4 separate regions of the Sus scrofa genome follow, and regions 1, 2 and 3 are each linked to region 4. Evidence: chromatin contacts called from public Hi-C and HiChIP or PLAC-seq data. All regions are on one chromosome and are shown on one strand. The core of a region is the stretch at or near the end of the contact, and the rest is flanking DNA. Distances in the headings are between cores, read along the strand shown. Region 1 has its middle 38 kb from the start of TRIO. Region 2 overlaps TRIO (triple functional domain protein). Region 3 overlaps TRIO (triple functional domain protein). Region 4 has its middle 160 kb from the start of DNAH5.

Region 1 (5,154 bases), core at 947-3,446, 130 kb before region 4:
TTATAAACAGAAACAAATTTCACTATTTATTTCACTTCCTACACCAAATGTGATTTTTCAATATCGATTCTCTAAATACAGATCTCAGTATATCTCCCCCTATCGCAGTTGTGGTGTAAATCTTTCCCCAAACAGATACTGAGATTACAAAACTGGCTCCCTGGAGCTATCTGCCTGGCAAGCACCAGGCTTTCACGGCAGCCCTGGCAGTCTCGCAACATGGAAAGTTAAGCACGCCAGGGCAGCCACCACCTAACCCATAGATAAGCCAAAGAAGCATTACCCATCCACTGGTCTGGCCATCAGATTCCAAGGTCACAACTGCCCAGTCCCCTCCAACCATTGCCCAGCTCATCCAAATGTCAACACTGAATTGTACTTTTTTATCCTGTCATTCTACCTCTGAAACTACCAGTGTTTCTCTATAGGCTTAGTCAATCTATGGCTTCCTGCAATCATTTCATTCTCTGAACACCTCATCGACACTTGCAATGATAATGACAAAGAATAAATCTTTTAGGTGTAAATCTGGTAGAGAAGGAAAAACAAACAAACAAACAAAAAAAAGATCTTATAAAGGGATAGAATAAACTGTATTTCTACTATACACAGAAATAAGAGAGGGAAGGAAAAACATTTACCAAAGGATGTGGGGGGCAGTTCTCTGCTTCCTGAAGAACTTAACACTTATCATTTCAGGATGGTGGAGTCTTCAACTGATATCAGACCCTCAACCACAGCCAAGCCCCAGCCTTTCTTCCGAATCTTATCTCCCACCCCTCCCCCATGATGCAGACACTTTTGCCTTTCAGCTCAATGGCTAACTCCCCGTCCAGCAGGCAGGAACCTGGTACTTCCCATTCTAGCTAGCCCAAGATCCCATCCCAATCCCAAATCTCAACAGGTGCTGAAGCTGCCTTAGCTACTTCCTTTTCCCACAGAGCCTACCCCAGCTCCCCAGTTGCAAGTATAGTAGGTCCTTCCACCTGCTAATCCTATAACATACTGAAAAATATATTAGAAACTTCGTGTTTTCAAATTTTCTTTATACTTTTGTTAAAAGTTCCAATTTTATCTTTTGCAGTATATAGCACATATTAAGTAAAGAAAGAAAAGTGCTAATGGTCCATCTGCAGGTCAAGCATGTAGGAGCTGGTACCCACCACTTTCTCTCCAACTCAAAAAATTTTTAAATCAATAAGGAAGTGAGAGGTATTAGGAAAATTACATTGCAAACTTCAGTGCTTTGATTTCTTACCAACAGTGGTTAAGAAATTATTTTACACATACATGTTACAAATGGAAAGACTCACTGGTATGCTGGAACATTAAAACAAGAAAGAATGATGTAAAAGAGAGAGGATCAGGTAAAACAAGGCAATACTAGGGGAGGGAAGGAAGCAGAAGGGAAAAGGCAGAGAAGGAAAATAAGAGAAAAGTAGAGAAGAAGCTCAAGCAAAACAGCTCAGAAGTTCTGAGGAAGCTTATTAGCAGAGGGCAAACTGCCTGCCTGCCCCTCGGTGGCCCAGCTACCCTGTGAGAGCACGGTCAAGTGCTGGCCAGGTGTACCTCTGTGACTGACATCTTCCCAGGTGCTCACCTCCACCCCTTGGTACTATCCTATATTTGGAAATCTGTGGTGGCACTTGTAGCTGTCACATGGATGGAGAGGACACTATCGGCATTTAGAGGATGAAGGCCAGGAATGCTGGACAGACACTGCATGTGACAGTCCCTCTAACACACACACATGCATCACTAAGCATCTTACCTGACTTCCCAATGTCTTGCCAAATATTCAAGGAAGTTACACTCTAACTCCACTTTATGCATAAGCAGAAACAATTGGAGGGCAGGGCTCTCATTGTTTTTGGTTTTGTTTTGTCATTTTGGTTTGGTTTTTAGCTGCATCCCCAATATCTGGAAGTTCCTGGGCCAGGGATCAAACCCATGCCTCAGCAGTGATAACGCTGGATCCTTAACCACTAAGCCACTGGGGAACTCCAGGGCCACAGTTTTTACACACTACATTTTTTAGGACAGCTACAGTGTAGATGGAGAAAATCTCCACTTTGGTTTGGAAATGTACCGGGAGCTGATTGCTTCAGAAATCATGTCAGCAATGTGACTCATGGCATCTGAGTCACCGACACAACACACCAGGAACAACTGGCCTCCATGCAGCTCCACTCACGGAGACTCCATGCGTGAGTGCAAGTGGCCGCAAACACCATCCCATCTTCTGAGTAATGACACGGTGTCATCTGATCTTGGCTGCAAGTCTACAAGTTCATCATCACTCCTTGCATTTAGATAAAGAGTTTGTTTGGCTGACATTTTTTTTTTCCCACAGCAAGACTCAAGGAAGGAAGCGGCTGGGGGACTTAGAGATACACACTGCCCTGGCAGACCAGCACTTCCAGTACCACTGCTCTTCCTTACACCTAAGCACCCACGTACTTAAACGTTTACAAGTTACACGTATTTCTTCTCTGGTAGTTAAAGCATGTTTTGATTTTTTAAATTACTCATTAATTACATGGCAGGATAGTACCTAAAGCATTACACAATATATCATAAACCTGGGATGGTAGGTCTGTGGGAGTTGGGAACCACCCACTGTTGTGAAGAAATCTCCTCGATCCAGCCTTGAACACTGTCTTCCTAAAGGTACAGCGAAACCCAGCAAGGAGGGCATGATTACCTGGACTGTTCCAAGATGGTGAAAATTACATCACCCCCAACTTAAACGAAATTTCTAGTGACTAAGAACCTGTCTGCTGAGATGTTACTATTTCACTTCACTCAGAAGTGAGAAAAAGAGGGAGACCCCCACTCTCCTCCCATGTCTTAATACTAACGAAAGATCCTGCAAACAAGAACCCACAAGCCCATTCTCCCTGAACACTGCTTCTGAACTATCGCTGCAGGCTGAGTAGCTGCAACAGAGACCATATGGGTCCACAAAACTTAATCTGGTCCACAAAGCTGACAATCTGGCACTTCGAAAAAAAGTACCTACTCCTGTTCTAGATCAAACATACTTTGATGTTTTATTTTTATCTTAAATCTATTTTAAACATATAAAATCTATATCTCATAATCAATATTATAAATTTAAACATTATGGGGGACGTCTCAGATAAGCAGGATGGTTTGAACTTCCTTGTTAAATACATCTTAATTTTAGTCTCTTTGATTTCATGAACGCGTGTCTAAAATTTCCTGTCTGGATTCTGGTTTGTCACAGCCTGCAATCAGAATGGTCTGACCCCATCAATTATAATTTGATACATTCAAACATTAATAGGAGAGAAAACTTTTCTATCAAGTAAATTCCTCTAAAGTCAAAAGAGCTCTGTAAATACAAGTGGTGATAAAGCAGGGATGGATTTCATTCTAAAGAGCTTATTCAAACCGATGGGATTTGTGCCCATGTAAATTACCGCAGTTAAATCCACAGGCAACCTCCGGAAAGCTGCAAGAAACAGGAGCTGTACAGTGAGGTTTTTCTAGTCACAACTCTCTGGGCTTCGAGCCTGGGAATGTGAAACTGTGAGCTGCTGCCCCTTTGCTGGGAGCTCTCTCTCCAACATTCCCAGGTCAGCTGTCGGCTCACTCCCAGTACACAGTCTGTCAACCACAGGCTCACTTGTTCACGGCCACAAATGAGCCGTCCGCTTCGAAAACAGCTTCTGCTCGCGAGTTCAGCGTAGACCTCAGGAGGATTGAGCGGGAACTCGAGTCTCCGGCTTGGCAGGTCTTCTCACTGTCACAGCTGTCAAGAAGGACTCTGTTCCTGGCATATTTCCACATAGCACTTCAGAGCTAAAACTCCAGGTGCAGAAACTTACATTAAGACACACAGACACAATTTCCCCCCAGGTCTAATCAGGCAGTAATGAAAATGAACCTTTTTCTCCTTTTTCCTCGTTGGGGACAGAGGTGGGGGTGGGGTTTCCTTCATTCAGAAATTTGCCATCAAAAACCCAGGCAAGGCCCAGCTCTCACTCACTAACTAACCTGCCTGTCCTCTGAACCCTGGGGAGCACAGACCGCAACTCTCAGGGGCCTCTATGACAGACAACTTTGCTAAATATTAATATCGGCTGTACTCATTGTGAGTGTCAAACTTCACAAATATGATAATAGCAAAACTGGATTCTAACTTCACTCTGAAGAGATTTTTTCCATCACAACAGAAAACTAACTTTATTCTTACAGAGTAACTTCTCAGTTGAGATCAATGAACAAAGCTCAAGTTGTTTCCCTAAATTTCATTATCTACACTAAACAATTTAGGTGTCAGAGTCATTATCAGATGACTTGAACCCTCCCAATACAATCTCACCATATTGCAGACAAGGTTAAAAGCAGGCAGGGCTCTAGTATGTGCACAGAGGTCTTCCTCCCCAACCACGTGTCTCAGAGGCTGTGCCTTTGATGGCCCATTCCCTACAGAGCCAAGAGGAACAGTCCTGAGCACACAACAGACCTGGGAACACACTCACTGCTGGACTGCATTAAACACAAAAACCAGAGCAAGTCTCTGAGTAAAATCAATCTGCGCTCAAACCTGAAATCAAGTGGATGGGCAGGCATCTGGGTCTCGCTGAAGATTCTGCTTCACACAGCACCAGGATGCCCGTTCCTTATCACTAAGGCCAAGAGGGTGTTGTTCCTAGACTTTCTCCTCGTGCTGTGATTTACAGAAGACATCCCCCTTTAACTTTCCAAGAGGTGATCTCAGAGTCAGTCCCTTCCCTTTGTGACACTGCAGGAGCTGAAGGCTTTCTGGGGATAGGACCAGAATGCCTGCAATTCCTCAAGGCCCGAGGGGTGTGAACAAAGCCTGGCCTGAACACCAAGGGCTCAAAATGATACAGTAATTCCTATTTCTGCCTGTCCTCCCCAAAGCTGTCTTCTGCCTCAACTCTTGGCTTCACAGGGGCTGTGAGTTAATGAAGGTTTCCTGGCCTGAGGACACGCACCCCTGGACCGCACGCTCTCCCCCCGACTCCCACCCTTAAGCCCTGGGCAATGAGAAGCCCAGAGATCAGGAGAGGTACGGATCCACTTTCCTCCCATCCTCTGGTGCTCTCCCCAGGGGAGCTCTGGAAACACCCCCATGCATCCCTGTGTCTGCTGTCAGAA
Region 2 (5,111 bases), core at 662-3,161, 250 kb before region 4:
CTGGCTTAGGAGGACACATGGGATTCTGGGGAGAAAAGTCCTATGATAAAGGTGTGGGAGAGCCTGGTCGTGGATCCAGCACCAGGCTAGGTCTGACCCAGGTGGAGCTCCACCCTAGCCCCTTCCCCACACCTGGGTACTGGGTGAAGCCTAAAGAGGGAACTGCAGCTCTGAGGGGAGAAAGCCCCTGAAAAGCCCTTTCCTCACTAGAGAGAGCTCCAAGAGGAACTCACTGGGGTAGGGGCGTCCTGGGAAAGGGATGTTTCCACCAGGTTCAGCGGGTGGTGGGATCGAAGCCCTGAGATCCAGGGGTTGCTCTAGCTGCAACCTCTCTTCCACACAGTCTGAATGCAGGATCAAGCCTCGTCCACGACAAAGTGGGAGCACAGCACACCAGGCGAGGGTCCTCATCCCCTGAGTGACCTTGGGGGAGTCCTCGGAGTGCACTGCCTTCAGTTTTCTCGAGGATGAAGCGGGGATTACCATGTATGTCTTCCCTAAGAGGCAAAGCCAGTCTGAGAATCAAGTGAAAGGACCACAGATGTGTGGGAGCACTCAGCAAACAGAAGCTGCCACCACTGGTGTCCATTTCCCTACTCTTGTTTTTGACAAAGACAATCAGGTACTGTTGGGGATGGGTGAGCCGTAAGGCCAGCATGGGAAGTATAAAAAACCAGGAGCAGAAGTAGGCGGTTTCACTGGCAACTTGCAGGCGGAATTTCAAGGGCACCTGCTGTGCATATAAAATGTGATTCCGTTTTAGGGAGAGGAAGCAGGGAGCAAAGGGGAACTCTTCCAGGCACGAAAGGCATGTTCTTCAGGCTGAAATGACCAACTGGTGCTTTGGGGCACATGCCTGTCACCTGACTAAGGAGTAAGAGTTTTTTTACTCTTGAGTGGGTGATAAAGATGCTTTAATGTGATGAAAGGAAATGTACGAGGGATGGGGGGGGCAAATCAACCTCAGAATCAAAGTGCTATTCCTCTCAAGCTCTTCAGATCTCTGAGACAGTGCCCGTCTCTGCAGCCTGCCCTCCCTCTCTCGAGCCTTCATCCCTTGCCTGCCAGCCCTGCCATCCCCACCAGCGCCAGCTCGCTCCTCTAAACTCTCCTCCCTCCCAACCTGGGGGCTGAAGCCCTGAAGGCAGCACCACACGTAGTGCAAGCAGGCGAGATGACCATCTCCCGGTCATGACCCTCCTTTTACTCTGTCACCCTGGGCCAGGAATTATCATGGACACTGTCCACGAACATGTGCAGGAATAGTCTTTGTTAGAAGCGTGCCACTGCCACCCCTGTGGCCCTACCTCTATAACCTGCCTACTTCTGATTCGAAACAGACTCAGATTTTAAAACCCACGAACGAAACGTCTGTGACCGAACTGGACTTACTCTTGCCGGGATCTTTTCAGATTCTATTTTACCACCTGACATTTCTGGAAGACCCTGGTCTAGACTCTGATAATCCTGCCCTCCACGCCAACCTGCCCACTACAGGCCTTGTGAGTGCAGAGAGAGGTCTGCAGTGGAAACGTCCCCCAGCCCCGCTGACGTCATCCACTGAGCAACACCCTCCATGGCTGGTCTCACTTACAAGGTTTTTAATGGAGCCACAATTATTTCTGCCTCAGTACCAAGTCTATGCTGGCTCTATGGCAATCTTACCACTTTCAAGATCGACATAAAAGTTCTGAATATGTTAGTGGAGTCAGTTCAAAAACATCTGCACAGGTTACCCCCCTATAGAAGGAGACACTGGGGATTAGAGCCATCAGCCTGTGGGGCCTCAGGTCCCTCTGGGGTGACTGATCTACCATCTCCCATCACCCGCTTCGTCAGCAAGCTGATCCGATCGTGGGCCTGGGCTGGAAATCACTTCCTTATTCCCATGCTGTGAATGAGTAATGTCTCACTATCGCAAACACTTTCTCCTGCACAGTCTGCTCAGAGACCCGTATGGGTGAATAAGGACAGCCTTGGTCTTAGGTTAACCAACATCCACAATGGATTCTTTTTCACAGCCATTCAGCCCCATTCTATCTTGAATACAAATTGATTGTCAAACGCCTGGTCAGACGCCCGCTAAGTCCACTGTGCCACATACTCTTCATCAAATCAGTAACTTAGTAAAGAATGAGCTAAAGTTCCCATGGTAATTTGCTCCTTTCCTTCCTGGAGGTTATAGACTGTCTTTTCTAGAACTCTGCTTAGGACTGACCTCAACCTGAGTAATAGGTGAAATCTATCTTCTTAAAAATGCTCAAGTGCATTTTTGGCCTTTGGGTCATCTCTTCCTTTTCCACAGCTCCTTAGAGATCAATAACCAAATTTGGTGATCTGATTATCAAGTTCTTTCACTACCCAGGGATCTAATTTGTCTTGGAATAGAGGCTTGAACTCAATTAGAAGAAATACGTTTATTCTTATAAAACCTTCATCCATTTCGGTCATTAACTTGTATTCATCAACATCATCAGTCCCAAGCAGAAGGCCCTTCCTTGATCTTGTGGTTCTGAGTTTTGCGCTTTAAAAAAAAAAACCAGACAACAAAACCAAAGAAGCCTTTACAGCCTCTACAGGCCCAGCTTACCTAGAGCTTTCAAGCTTTCTGACAAAACAATGCTGGTGATCAGCCTTTCTACCACCTATTCAACCAGAACGACAACAGTCAGTAACAAAACAGTACATGACGGAGATACACATACAGTTTAATTCTCTTAATTAGCCAAAGCTTTATCACATTTAGTTTATGAAGCTAACAAAATAAGAAATTAAGAATATTGGAGTTCCCGTCATGGCATAGCAGAAACGAATCCGACTAGGAACCATGAGGTTGCGGGTTCGAGCCCTGGCCTCACTCAGTGGGTTAAGGATCCAGCATTGCCATGAGCTGTGGTGTAGGTCGCAGACTTGGCTCAGATCTGGTGTTGCTATGGCTGTGATATAGGCCAGCGGCTACAGCTCCGATTAGACTCCTAGCCTGGGAACCTCCATATGCTGCAGATGCAGCCCTAAAAAGACCAAAAGAAAAGAAAAGAGAAAGAAAGAAATTGGGAAGATTAAAAATGCTCTCTTAAAAGAAGTCAAACAAGTAAACATGATGACACATACATCCATTTTCAGCTGGGCATTTTAAGACCTATAATGTCATGTTTCCTGAGCTTCTGTAGAAGTGCCTCACTTCTTGGTTACCTTAATTGAGGCTAATTTACAAACAATTAATTTTTTTTGGGGGGGGGGGCACACCCACAGCATATGGAGATCCTTAACCTGTTGCACCAGAAGGGAATTTCAAGATAGCATATTATTAATTCATTCACTCAATAATCTCCACTAAGGGGCCTTCTGTGTCAGATATATTAAAGTTCTCTGCACTTTTACACACTAACTTCTAATTTCTCTATTGATCTAAAATTCTTCTATACCTGAAAATATTGGGGAATAAGAAGAAACAGAAAATTCATGAATTTAAACCAGTTTTAAACCATTCTCTAGGAAGATAAAGTAATGTTTTATATGTATTAATTAAAACTAAACTGAAAAAAGGCTTTTCCTTTTAGGTAGTGACATCCCTCTTTCCCCAATGGCTAAACCCAAAGCTTTTACATATTTATTTGGTGAAAAAATAACAATTTGTTTATTTGCAGCTTCGGCTGGAAACAAAAGCAGTGAGTGATGTGAACAAAGCAATGTATGTCAACATGAATGGAGCCACGAGCAAAGGTTCCCTCTAACAGTCTCCTCTGCTCTGAGGATGGGGTCAGACACAGAGCCAGGGGCCTCACACCCAGAGAGGCTCTGAGCACTGCTATGAAGGTTGGAGTGAGGGGCTGGCTCTGATCAGACACAGAGTCGGGGGGCCTCACACCCAGAAAGGCTCTGGTTGCTGTTGTGAAGGTCGGAGTGAGGGGCTAACTCTGAGAAAGTGCAATGGAAATAGATTAAGCAGCTCTTACTGCTCAAAGATGAGTAAGGAAGGTGTCAGGATTCATACCTAGGTATTTACACCTCTCTGTCTTACACTGAAATCTGTATTCTGGTCAAGTAAGTTGCAATGCAAATGAGGAGGCAGTGCAGGCATATTCACTGGCAGCTACAATGGTGAGTGTGAAATTTCACTTGGTCCACAGCCCTCAGAGGTGTTATTCTCAACTCTGTGGTGAGAAAGCTGCGGTGGCAGTGCAGAGTGGCCTACCCCAGGGCACTCAGCCACTTCAGTAAGGGGATGTGTTACCCTGTAATATACTTAAGTATTTTAATAAAGACTATATTTTCATAGAAAGGAAAGCATAAGTGACTAGACTTATTTTTTTGGACATTTCCAACTATGAGAAGACCTCCTATTTTTAAAAATACCACATACCACAAATGATGTGAAAACATAGTTGTTAAACCAGTGGGGAGCAACTGAATGGCCAAAGTCAAATCTAACCCCCCATCTTGCAAGGACCAATGACACAATGGATGTCTGCAGGCCATTAACTTCCTCTTCCCTTCTCTGGTTTGCGGCTACCTGTTTGTGTGTGTCCATATCAGATAAATAAACTGAGGAAAACAAAACTTTAAGACCACATTTAGGGAGTTCCCACTGTGGCTGAGTGGGGTAAGGATCTGCACGGCTACGGCTGTGGCGTGGGTTGTAGCTGTGGCTTGATTTTGATCCCTGGCCCAGGAACTTCCATGTGCTTTGGGTGTGGCCGAAAAAGAGAAAAAAAGAAAGAGTGCATTTAGAGAGTTCGTCCAAGGAACTGCATATTAAAGTAAAAGTTATTGAGATTTGATCATATAAGGTAAACTTTACATCCTGAAATGTTGTGCATTTATCTTACTTAACCTTTCCCACTGACAAATACATCAAAGCAATCCTGGACTCCTGAGATGCTAAAAAGCTAAAGATCACTCATACATTTCAAGTGGGAGTGTAAAATGGTATAACCATTCCGGCAGTTTCTTTTAGAACAATAGGCATTTACCAAAGGACCAAGCAATCATACTCTTGGGCATTTATTCCAGAGCCATGAAAACTTGAGCATGTGCAAAAAAACCTGTACATGAAGGTCCCCAGCTTCTCTGGTAAGAGCCAGAACTTTAAATGGGAGTTCCTGTCACAG
Region 3 (4,629 bases), core at 740-3,239, 200 kb before region 4:
GTGCTATGATGTCCAAGGTCCAGTCTTTCCCTACTGAGTTTATGAAAACAGCTTAAGTTGTTTAAATTTTTAAAAAAGAGAGGACCCTCTGTTTGGGAAAAGCATCTTTGAAACTTGTTTGGAGACCAGCAATTTCAGAGGACTGCACTAACCACTGTCTCTAGACCGCTACAGATCCTGGACGTGAGCTGCAGCGGCCTCCAGCTAACCTAGCTCGTTTCAGACTGGCCCCCACAACCTTCAACTGGCTCTTTCCAATCCTGTTACTACCGGTCCTGAAGTCAGGGGTTTTTGTAAACTGACAGACTCCTTCGTCTGTCCTATGTCTGAAGTCAAGGGGAGATTCTGTCACTAACCAAGGACCTCTGTTCAGTCCTGAGCTTTTCTTCCCCTTGGAGGGCTTGTCCCTATACCTGTGTACAGAGGTATAGTTATTATACCACTCCTTAAGTTTTGTTAGTATTTTATGCTGTGTTTCACACTGCACCCTTAAAGCTCTGTCCACATGTCTTTATTTCAAGAATCTGAGCATAAGGCATGGCCAGCATTGTCAGTGAAGTTTTAAGTGTTAATAAAATAGTATTACACCAAAAAGGGGAGGAGGGGACGGAGTTGACCTATTTGGAGATTCCTCTGCTGGACAAGTCAACTACTTACTAGGTGTGATCTTCTTTGCTGCATCTGAAACTCAGTGGAGGGGGAGATACACACTTGAACCTGAGGGAAGAGAGTGCTTTCCGAAGCTGTCCCCTCTGCATGCTTCAGCTGCCTGGCACAGGCGGACTGCCTCAGTCAGAGTCCCTCTGAGATGTGAGCCTTCCCCAGAAGGCCACTCTGCCTCTAAGGCTATACTGGCGTCTCTGGCCCCTGATGTGTACGGGGACCACATGCGCCGTTAGAGCTCACTCAGGATCCCAGGAAATTCTGTTCACAGATTCATCCAACTGAGTTTCCTTCAAATCCATAAATTACCACCATTCATTTTATCCAAATAAAACCCACCAGGCTCTTCCAACTTTGCTGCTGTTTAAAATTTTTGATAATAAAACATTAGTGGAAAACACCCCATGGCACTCACATTTCTACATTATTTTCAGGCAGTTCAGAGCAGCAATTAATCTTCTGGGTTCATTTGTAATTCTGAATCCTGCCATTATGAGAGATTTTCCCTACGTGTTACTTTGTTTCAGACTGTCCATCACTCCCCTCAGCAGCTAGCGCTATTGCAAACTTTTTTTTTTTTTTATTCCTTTTTAGGGCTGCACCTGTGGAATAAGGAAGTTCCTAGGCTAGGGGATGAATTGGAGCTGCAGTTGCCAGGCAAGCCACACACACAGCAACACTGGACCCGAGCCGCAACTGCGACCTATGCTGCAGCCCTGCATGCAGCAAGGCCGGATCCTTAACCTACTGAGCAAGGCCAGGGATCAAGCCCACATCCTCATGGATACTAGTGAGGTTCTTAATCTGCTGAGCTGCAACGGAAACTCCTCTTTATTTTTTTCCCCTATTGCAAATGTATTCACATCATCTTAACTTACCTCTCTGGGGGCCCCCTGCCAAGTGACACACCTCCAAGCCCTGGGGGCTGCTGTACCCATACTATGCTACCACTCCAAACCGCACCTGAGCAGCCAGGGCCGCATGGCTCATCTCCCACCCATGGTAATATCCAGGGAGCAACATCACCTGGACAATGACAGGGACCAGAGGCAGCCACAGAGAAGTGTTGACAGTGCTCTGTGCTGAAGAGGGCTCCTGCTACTTTAAAACAAACTGGTTTTGTGGGGGGGCTCTTGTTTCTCCTTTATCATAAAACTAGTTAAATTCATTAGATTAGTAAGCAGAAAAATCTTACCACTAAAACTTAAATCCCCACTCACAGCTTTCACATGAGGCTATTAAGATTTTTTCCTCTTTCTATCCCACTCTGTTTCCTCTCTTGCTTCATACTTTAAAGGTTTCTGGAGCTGAGATCACTACTGATTAGCATCTCATGCAACATTCCAGCTGCCTTGCTAAGATCCTGCCCTCCCTCGCTGCCTCAGCGGAGACTGTTTCTAGATTAAAAGGATACTATTTCTGTTTTAGAAGCATCAGTGCAAATCCCTATGAATGTAAGTTTTTTTTCCCAAAAAAATTATCCCTGAGGAAGCTCTACCAGTGTTTTTCCTGTAACTTAAGGTAACCATGTGTCTCCTTCCCACATGCCTTCCTAGTGGCTAAACGTTCCTGAGCCTTCTTCCTCCACATCTTGACAAGGTGTTTTACTGCCTGGCCTCCACCACTAGCTTCTGAGACACAAGCAGTTCACTTTCCTTTGCTGCGTTCATTCGGGCAGGTTAACCTGTCTGGAGTGTGGGGAGTGTTACCTCTGAGATAAGGTATCATGACCAGACCATCAGCAGATGAAGCCAATGTGAGGTCCAAATGCGTACAGTAATCTAACAACTGTGAGAGACCTTGCAGACCACTGACCCAAAAACCATTTTTCCAGCCCAGCCCTTGCTGGCAGAGCCTGCTCACTGCTGGGGAGGCGGAAATCCTAGCCCTGCCCTTTCCCACTTTCCCTCCTGTGCACCCCACTCCTGGCAAAGGGGACCGGGGGGAAGCCTGCTGGGCTGGAGGGACCTTCTGCAAATCATGTTGCCCTGAGAAAGTGACAGGAGAAGAGGCTGAGGGCCTTGGCGCTAGGGCTGCAGCATCCACCTGTGACCCAACCACAGGGAAAGGCCAAGCCAGGCCAGGAGCCCCCCAGCCCCGACAGCTCCATGCGGCTGGAACCCCCTATACTTCGCAACTTTCTGTTCTGTGAGAAGAGCCAACCCCCAGAGTCTGGCACTCCGTTACTCACACCAAAGTATCCTGACTGGAATTCTCAGGTGATGACCATGAGGGAGAAGAGGAGTGGGAGTAGAGGGCATTTATGGCACCTACTGTACAGAAGGCACCGTGCCAGGCACCCAATATGATTACCTCCTTCACACCATCAAACAGCCCCTTGGGTAGATCCCTTCATGTCCACTTCGCGAATGAGGAAAGTAAGGAACAGAGAGGTGGGGTAAGTTCTGAGGTTGCACAGCGGGTGGGGACCTGCCCCAGGCTGGGAGGGGCTGGAGGAGGAGGGGTCGGGGTTGGGACCGGAGCAGGCACTGACCTTCTCAGCCTTCTGGTGGAAGACAGAGGACATGTCCAGCAAGGTGCTGCGCTCGTCCAGGGCCGCGGCGAACGCCTTCCACTCCTGCTCCAGCTGGTTGGCGATCTGCTTGATCTGCTGGGAGGCGTAGTGGCCCGACTCCACCAGGCGGTTGGCCACCGACATGATGCGGTTGATGTTCACGTACACGTTCTGCGAAAGGAAGGAGAGAGGGCTGGTCGGGCGAAGGCCCACAAGGGGCGTCTTTCCAAGAACGTGGTGGTGGGGGGGGGGGGCGCTTTCAGAAACAGCCTGGGAACTTAAAAGTTACATTTTAACAGCAGAATCACCTGGCGGGTCCCAGGACACCTGTTTTGCTGTTTGGATTTCCGTAAACTCCAAGTAGGAGTTTCAGTTTCTATTTTTAAATGCAAACCTACAACTCAACCAGCTGAGAGAGAGGCAGGCACGGAGCAGTGGCACACAGATGCGAGTGCGCACGAAGGTCTGTGACTCACGTCTTGGCCTCAGAGCCTGAAAAGGGCCCAGATGGTAAGCAGTCACCCAGAACTTTGGGGACCCACCACTGCAGTTTGTAACTGGAACCCAGAGACCACAAACTATGTACTTAGCAACCAAAGGCTATTTTGTATGAAAACAATCTCTTCTTTCTATATAAGCCCAAGTCATCTTGCTGGTGCCAACAAAAAATCTTCTGTAAATGGATCCACATTCACCAAGGAATGTGAACTGGGCTATGAAGAAAACAATGCTGCGTTCAAACTTTAAATTAAGCTTTTCCACTCTGTTGACATCACTGTCTTCAACTCCATTAGTTTATTGCAAAAATAAGGGTGCAAAAGCATTTTTCTTGTAAGAGAAGTTCTTCTTTAAAGTTCCTATTATAGCAAATGCATACCTTCAACAAATCGCAGGTTGTTGTCCCTCAGGTAGTATCACTATTATTACTATTATTATTATTACTACGGACATCACAGCACTGCACCTGGTAATGGGTCTCCCCAGATCACAGACTCATCTTTGCTTCCTCCCACTCTTGCCCCTAAATCATATCTAACTTCCCAACCTGCCCCAAGGCCTCTACATTTTTCCTCCCTCTCCTCCCCTGTGGTCCTCTGGGCCAACCTCCCACTGCCTCCCACTCAGAGCCCTGCCTAAACCTCGTCACTGTCACCTGGTCTGCAGCCCACTCAAGAAAGTGTCCTAAAGAACACGCTGGTCCAGTCTTTCTCTGTAGCTTCATTTCTTTTCCTCCATTTCTGACCCAAATCCAAACTAGATGGAGTCACCTTTATCTGGGATTAGAGAGCCACAGACTCCAGCCTCGGAGGTACTTTTCTGGGCTTCAGGCTGGAATCAGCTAACAGATGACCAGATGTCTATGCAGCAAGGACAGAGGGTACTTTATGAGAATGTGACAGTCAGTCAAAGCCACAATCAGTTAGGAACTGGCCCAAACGCCATCAGTGTGC
Region 4 (4,631 bases), core at 1,661-4,160:
AGGGTGGGGATGACATCAACATTGTCATCAGATGTGCAGGTTCCTTTCATCTTTCTTCCACCACCCTCAGAGTGTGGCTTCCCTTCTTAACGTCTACCTTGAGATACAAAATGACTGCTGGAACTTGCTATCACGTTCCATTCCCAGCAGGAAGAAGGAGAACGCTTCCTAGCTGAGTCAGCCTTCTTTCAGAAAATTTTCAGGAACTCTATCTAATAAGGTCCATTTGCATCTCACTGACATTTAATTTTATATTTTATTTTATTTTATTTTATTTTTATTTTTACAGCCATACCTGTAGCATGTGGAAGTTACCAGGCTAGAGATTGAATTGGAGCTGCAGCTGCCAGCCTATGCCACAGCCACAGCAACATGGGATCCAAGCTGCATCTGCAACCGATACTGCAGCTTGCAGCAATGCCAGATCCTTAACCCACTGAGCAAGGCCAGGTACTGAACTTGTATCCTCATGGATACTATGTCAGGGTTCTTAACCTGCAGAGCTGCACCAGGAACTCCTCACTGACCATTTTAGGTGGAGAAATTGTACCCAGGGTGCTGTGTTGGGAAGGACTTGCTGAAGCCTCTGTGATGAGGCTGAAGGCTTCAGGGGGTTGGTGGTGAAAACTGTGTTGGTTGACACTTTCCCCTCTTAAGCTCCTTTGAAGTCAAAACCCATCATATATAATATGAAATATCTGAAGTATTTAACTTTCATGACACTTCAAGTTTTGAAAGTAGGGAATCTTTCTCTGATTTCAAATAAAAATCATAAATATTTAAGCAGTCTTTGCTTCTCCTCCTTTTCTCATCCCTCCCACCCGTCCTCCTACCTCATCTCCAAACCCGAATTACTGGATTAATCTTTAATAAAGATCAGGGAAGAATTTTAGCTCCTGTAATTTTTTTTTTAAGTTTCTATATTCCATAGTGGGCTGCTTTATACATTCCACCCCTGATGGTTTATGCAGGCTCTTGGTATGAATTTTATGCCACAACGCCAGAAAAGTTAGTATTTCTTCTGAAGGAGCCCAGGTCTTTCAAGTTCTGATCCTGATGAAATCAATCATTTTATTTATTTAAATAGAACTTACATAAACTTACTGCTAAGAGGCTTTTAGGTAATTTACAAAATTAGGCATAATTAGAAATTAAAATGTTAGGGCTAAAATCAGATTTTTTTTTTTTTGTCTTTTTTTTTTTGCCATTTCTTGGGCCTCTCCTGCGGCATATGGAGGTTCCCAGGCTAGGGGTCTAATTGGAGCTGTAGCCACCGGCCTACGCCAGAGCCACAGCAACTTGGGATCAGAGCCGCGTCTGCGACCTATACCACAGCTCACAGCAACGCCAGATTGTTAACCTACTGAGTAAGCGCAGGGATCGAACCCGCAACCTCATGGCTCCTAGTCAGATTCGTTAACCACTGTGCCACGACGTGAACTCCTAAAATCAGATTTTTAAAAGGCCATTATTTTTCTTTTCTCTGACTTATAAAAAGGAAACAACAAGCCATGCTTCTTCGGCATCATTCTGTGTTGAAATGTAACAAATATTTGCCAGGTGCTTTGAGATCCACCCTGAAAGATGTTATAAGCTTCAACTGCCATTGTTATTAAGCATCATCATTTTCACATAGCTTTTAGCATTTATATCCTACCTCTGAGGTACTGTGAGCTGAAAGCATAATCTTTAGATTCAAGGGGCAAATAATTTAACAGAACAATGCGTCCTTGTTCTTACTCCACCCAGGAAACAATTACAGGAGAAATGAATAGGATGTGTGCTGACATATGCCATAGACACTAAGGATTGATTTTGTTTCTTCCTCGATGATCTTTCTCATGAGCATTTCTTCAAAAAGATGCCAATGTGACAGCCTTGAGCTGAAAGCCTGGCTGTCTCCTTAGTATTATTCAAGCCAACTGGCTGTTTGCATTGTCTTCTTGTATGTCTTTAGAGGACCTTGGCACAAAAAAGATCCTTTTAAGCTATCTTCTCTTGCTGACACTGCAAGAACAGTATATAATGTTCATAGATGAAGCACATCCTACAGGAAACTGGTCGAAAGGGTTGGATTCCAGTCTCTATTTCATTACTAACTGGCTGTGGTGTCTTGAAAAGATTGCTTTGATCTCTGTGGGTCTTGCTTTTTTCAGCTATGAAATGCAGTGATCTCTTCCAGTTTCATTAATTTATGAACTTATGAATCATTGAACTTTATTCGTTCCCATTCAGATCCATGTGTCCCAGTGTGAGAACAGGCTGGGCCATCTTTTGCTCCCTGTGATGTGACATGGTTTGCGTATTTCATGATGACTGTTCACTTCTGGTTTGTCATCCTCAGGAATCAATGATTAATATTCGAGTCACACAGAATCCTGTGGTATCTTAAATCTGGTACATAAAAGAATAAGGCCATTTGGTAAATAGTTATAAAGCATATTTTAAAAATCTAGAGGGAAGAAGTGAGTAGAGACAGGAAAGGTTAATTTGATTTTTTTCATTTTAACTAATCTCTCTTTGTACAGAAGACAACTGGTTCCTGATTCAACCACACGGATTCAACACTCAATCTGTGAAGAGACTTTATTGATTCTTTTTTAAACAATGAGAAATACAGACGGAGTGACATCCTCCAGACATAACTTTGAAAAGTGAATTGGTTGTGTTTTAAATCACAGAGATTTAAAATGGACAAATGGTTTGTCTTTGTTACTAGAGCCTTGGTTACTGGGCTTTGGTTAGTGGAGATTACTCACAGTTTATGAGTAATTTGAGGAAGGAGGTGGCTGAACTGTTTTTATTTATTTCTTTAATCCCTGAGATGTTTTTGTAAATATATGCCCTCTTTAAAAGCTACAGGGCTACAAAAACAGCATTGGATGAGCACACCTCCCCCTACTGGGCACCATTTGGAACTGCTTACCTGAGTGGATCCTGCTGACAAAGATGAGTGGATGGTGGATGGCAGATGATGAATGGTGGAAGACTCCCCTGGAAACAGGAACCCAGGGATTCTAACTCACGTTCAGGAGGTGGGAAGAATAATGATAGAGGTGTGTGTGTGTGAATTTTCTACCAGACAAGAAAAAACATCATAGGAAAAAGCATGCAACTCAGCAAATGGTCTATGTTAACTGGAGAAGATACTTATGAAAAAATCATGTGAACACATCTGGAAAGCTAGGTTGGAGCTAGTTAGGGAAGGTTTCAAACAAGCTGCAAAATGAGGAACCACTGAAGCTAATTTTGAGTGGAGGAATTTACTCAGTTCTTTCTCTGATCAGTAGCCCTTTGTTGGCCACGTCCCATAAGCTAGTCATTCGCTAAGTGCTGCGCACAGGCAGAGACCAAACCATTTGGATCCTATCTCAAGCAGGGGTCTAAAGTAGATAGGTCCCTAGGGAAACATACCACAACTAGTAACCGGTGTATCACAGGAAGTGAAACAAGGAAGCAAAAGGGATTACTTTCAGCAGTGGACTAGGGCAAAGTTTAATGGAAGATTTTCATGATGAAGTGCAAGTTGATCTTGGAGGTGAGAAAATCCTGAAAACTGGAGTGAGAGAAGCCAGGTAGAGGCTACCAAATTTTTTCGTATGTCCTATGCTGAAGATATACAATTTCATAATGTAACAATTTAGAGTCCTTTTATGTATGGAATGAATGTGGGTAAATAATTGCGGTGTATTCATACAATGGAATACGTTTTATATAAAAAGAAACAAACTACTGATTTATGCAAAAATATGGATGACTTTTTAAATTCTATTTTTATTTATTTTTTATTTTTTTGCTTTTTAGAGCTGCACCCGAAGCATATATAGAAGTTCCCAGGCTAGGGGCGAATTCAGAGCTACGGCTGGTGGCCTACCCCACAGCCACAGCAATGTGGGATCCAAGCCGTGCCTATGACTACAGCACAGATCATGGCAATGCTGGTTCCTTAACCAAGGGGCAAAGCCAGGGATCAAACCCGCATCCTCACGGATACTAGTCGGATTTGTTTCCACTAAGCCAGGATGGGAACTCCCCTTTCTTTTTTTAATTTTTGTTTTTAATTGAAATATATTTGACATGCAATATTATATTAGTTTATGGTGTACAGCATCGTAGTTCAATATTTTTTTTTCTTTTTATGTCCACACTTTTAGCATATTCAATTTCCTGGGCTAGGGTTAGAATCAGAGCTGCAGCTGCCAGCCTGCACCACAGCCACAGCAATGTCGGATCCAAGCCGCATCTGCAACATATGACACAGCTTTTGGCAACTCCAGATCCTTATACCCACTGAGCAAGGCCAGGGATTGAACATGCATTCTTATAGAGACCACATTGGGTCTGGAACCTGCTGAGCCACAAATGGGAACTCTGGTTCAGTACTTCTGTATGTGGATTTATCATCACAAGTCCATTTACCACTCCTTACCATACAAGGTTGTTACCATGTTGATTCTAGTCCCTATGCTGTATGTTACATTTCAGTGACTTATTTATTTTATAGCTAGAGGTTTGTACCTTAAACCTGTTTCACCCAACTTCCACCTCTGCTCCCTTCTGGCAACCACCAGCGTATCAGTATCTATGAGCCTATTACTGTTTTGTTTGTTTGTTTTTTTTTTGTAGACTCC

The links. A called contact is a pair of places that touch in the nucleus more often than the background predicts. HiChIP or PLAC-seq counts read pairs in DNA pulled down with a chosen protein or histone mark.
Region 1: an H3K27ac HiChIP or PLAC-seq map of alveolar macrophages shows a contact between it and region 4. The contact joins two enhancer-like sites. A contact is called at or near these places in 2 of 47 Hi-C or Micro-C datasets (embryonic fibroblasts and liver) and 1 of 2 datasets of contacts at active chromatin or transcription factors (alveolar macrophages).
Region 2: a contact with region 4 is called in an H3K27ac HiChIP or PLAC-seq map of alveolar macrophages. The contact joins two enhancer-like sites. A contact is called at or near these places in 2 of 47 Hi-C or Micro-C datasets (heart right ventricle and retroperitoneal adipose tissue) and 1 of 2 datasets of contacts at active chromatin or transcription factors (alveolar macrophages).
Region 3: a Hi-C map of embryonic fibroblasts shows a contact between it and region 4, with 2.7 times the contacts expected there. The contact joins two enhancer-like sites. A contact is called at or near these places in 1 of 47 Hi-C or Micro-C datasets (embryonic fibroblasts) and 1 of 2 datasets of contacts at active chromatin or transcription factors (alveolar macrophages).

What each region holds. Positions count from the first base shown.
Region 1 is chr16:3,650,268-3,655,421 of Sscrofa11.1, reverse strand. No RefSeq gene overlaps it. Among named protein-coding and RNA genes, the nearest start is that of TRIO, 38 kb to the left of the region's middle. Within about 2 kb of position 2,196, at least 13 of the 83 cell types and tissues checked have an H3K27ac peak or open chromatin away from gene starts, as enhancers often do. A contact at or near this core is called in alveolar macrophages, where this site is marked.
Region 2 is chr16:3,772,696-3,777,806 of Sscrofa11.1, reverse strand. The region is part of intron 10 of TRIO (triple functional domain protein); the gene reads right to left. Among named protein-coding and RNA genes, the nearest start is that of TRIO, 84 kb to the right of the region's middle. Within about 2 kb of position 1,911, at least 3 of the 83 cell types and tissues checked have an H3K27ac peak or open chromatin away from gene starts, as enhancers often do. A contact at or near this core is called in alveolar macrophages, where this site is marked.
Region 3 is chr16:3,717,196-3,721,824 of Sscrofa11.1, reverse strand. It overlaps TRIO (triple functional domain protein), which reads right to left. Exons shown (of 56, transcript XM_021077142.1): 6 at 3,158-3,349. Among named protein-coding and RNA genes, the nearest start is that of TRIO, 29 kb to the right of the region's middle. Within about 2 kb of position 1,989, at least 12 of the 83 cell types and tissues checked have an H3K27ac peak or open chromatin away from gene starts, as enhancers often do. A contact at or near this core is called in embryonic fibroblasts, where this site is marked.
Region 4 is chr16:3,522,695-3,527,325 of Sscrofa11.1, reverse strand. No RefSeq gene overlaps it. Among named protein-coding and RNA genes, the nearest start is that of DNAH5, 160 kb to the right of the region's middle. Within about 2 kb of position 2,910, at least 8 of the 83 cell types and tissues checked have an H3K27ac peak or open chromatin away from gene starts, as enhancers often do. A contact at or near this core is called in alveolar macrophages and embryonic fibroblasts, where this site is marked.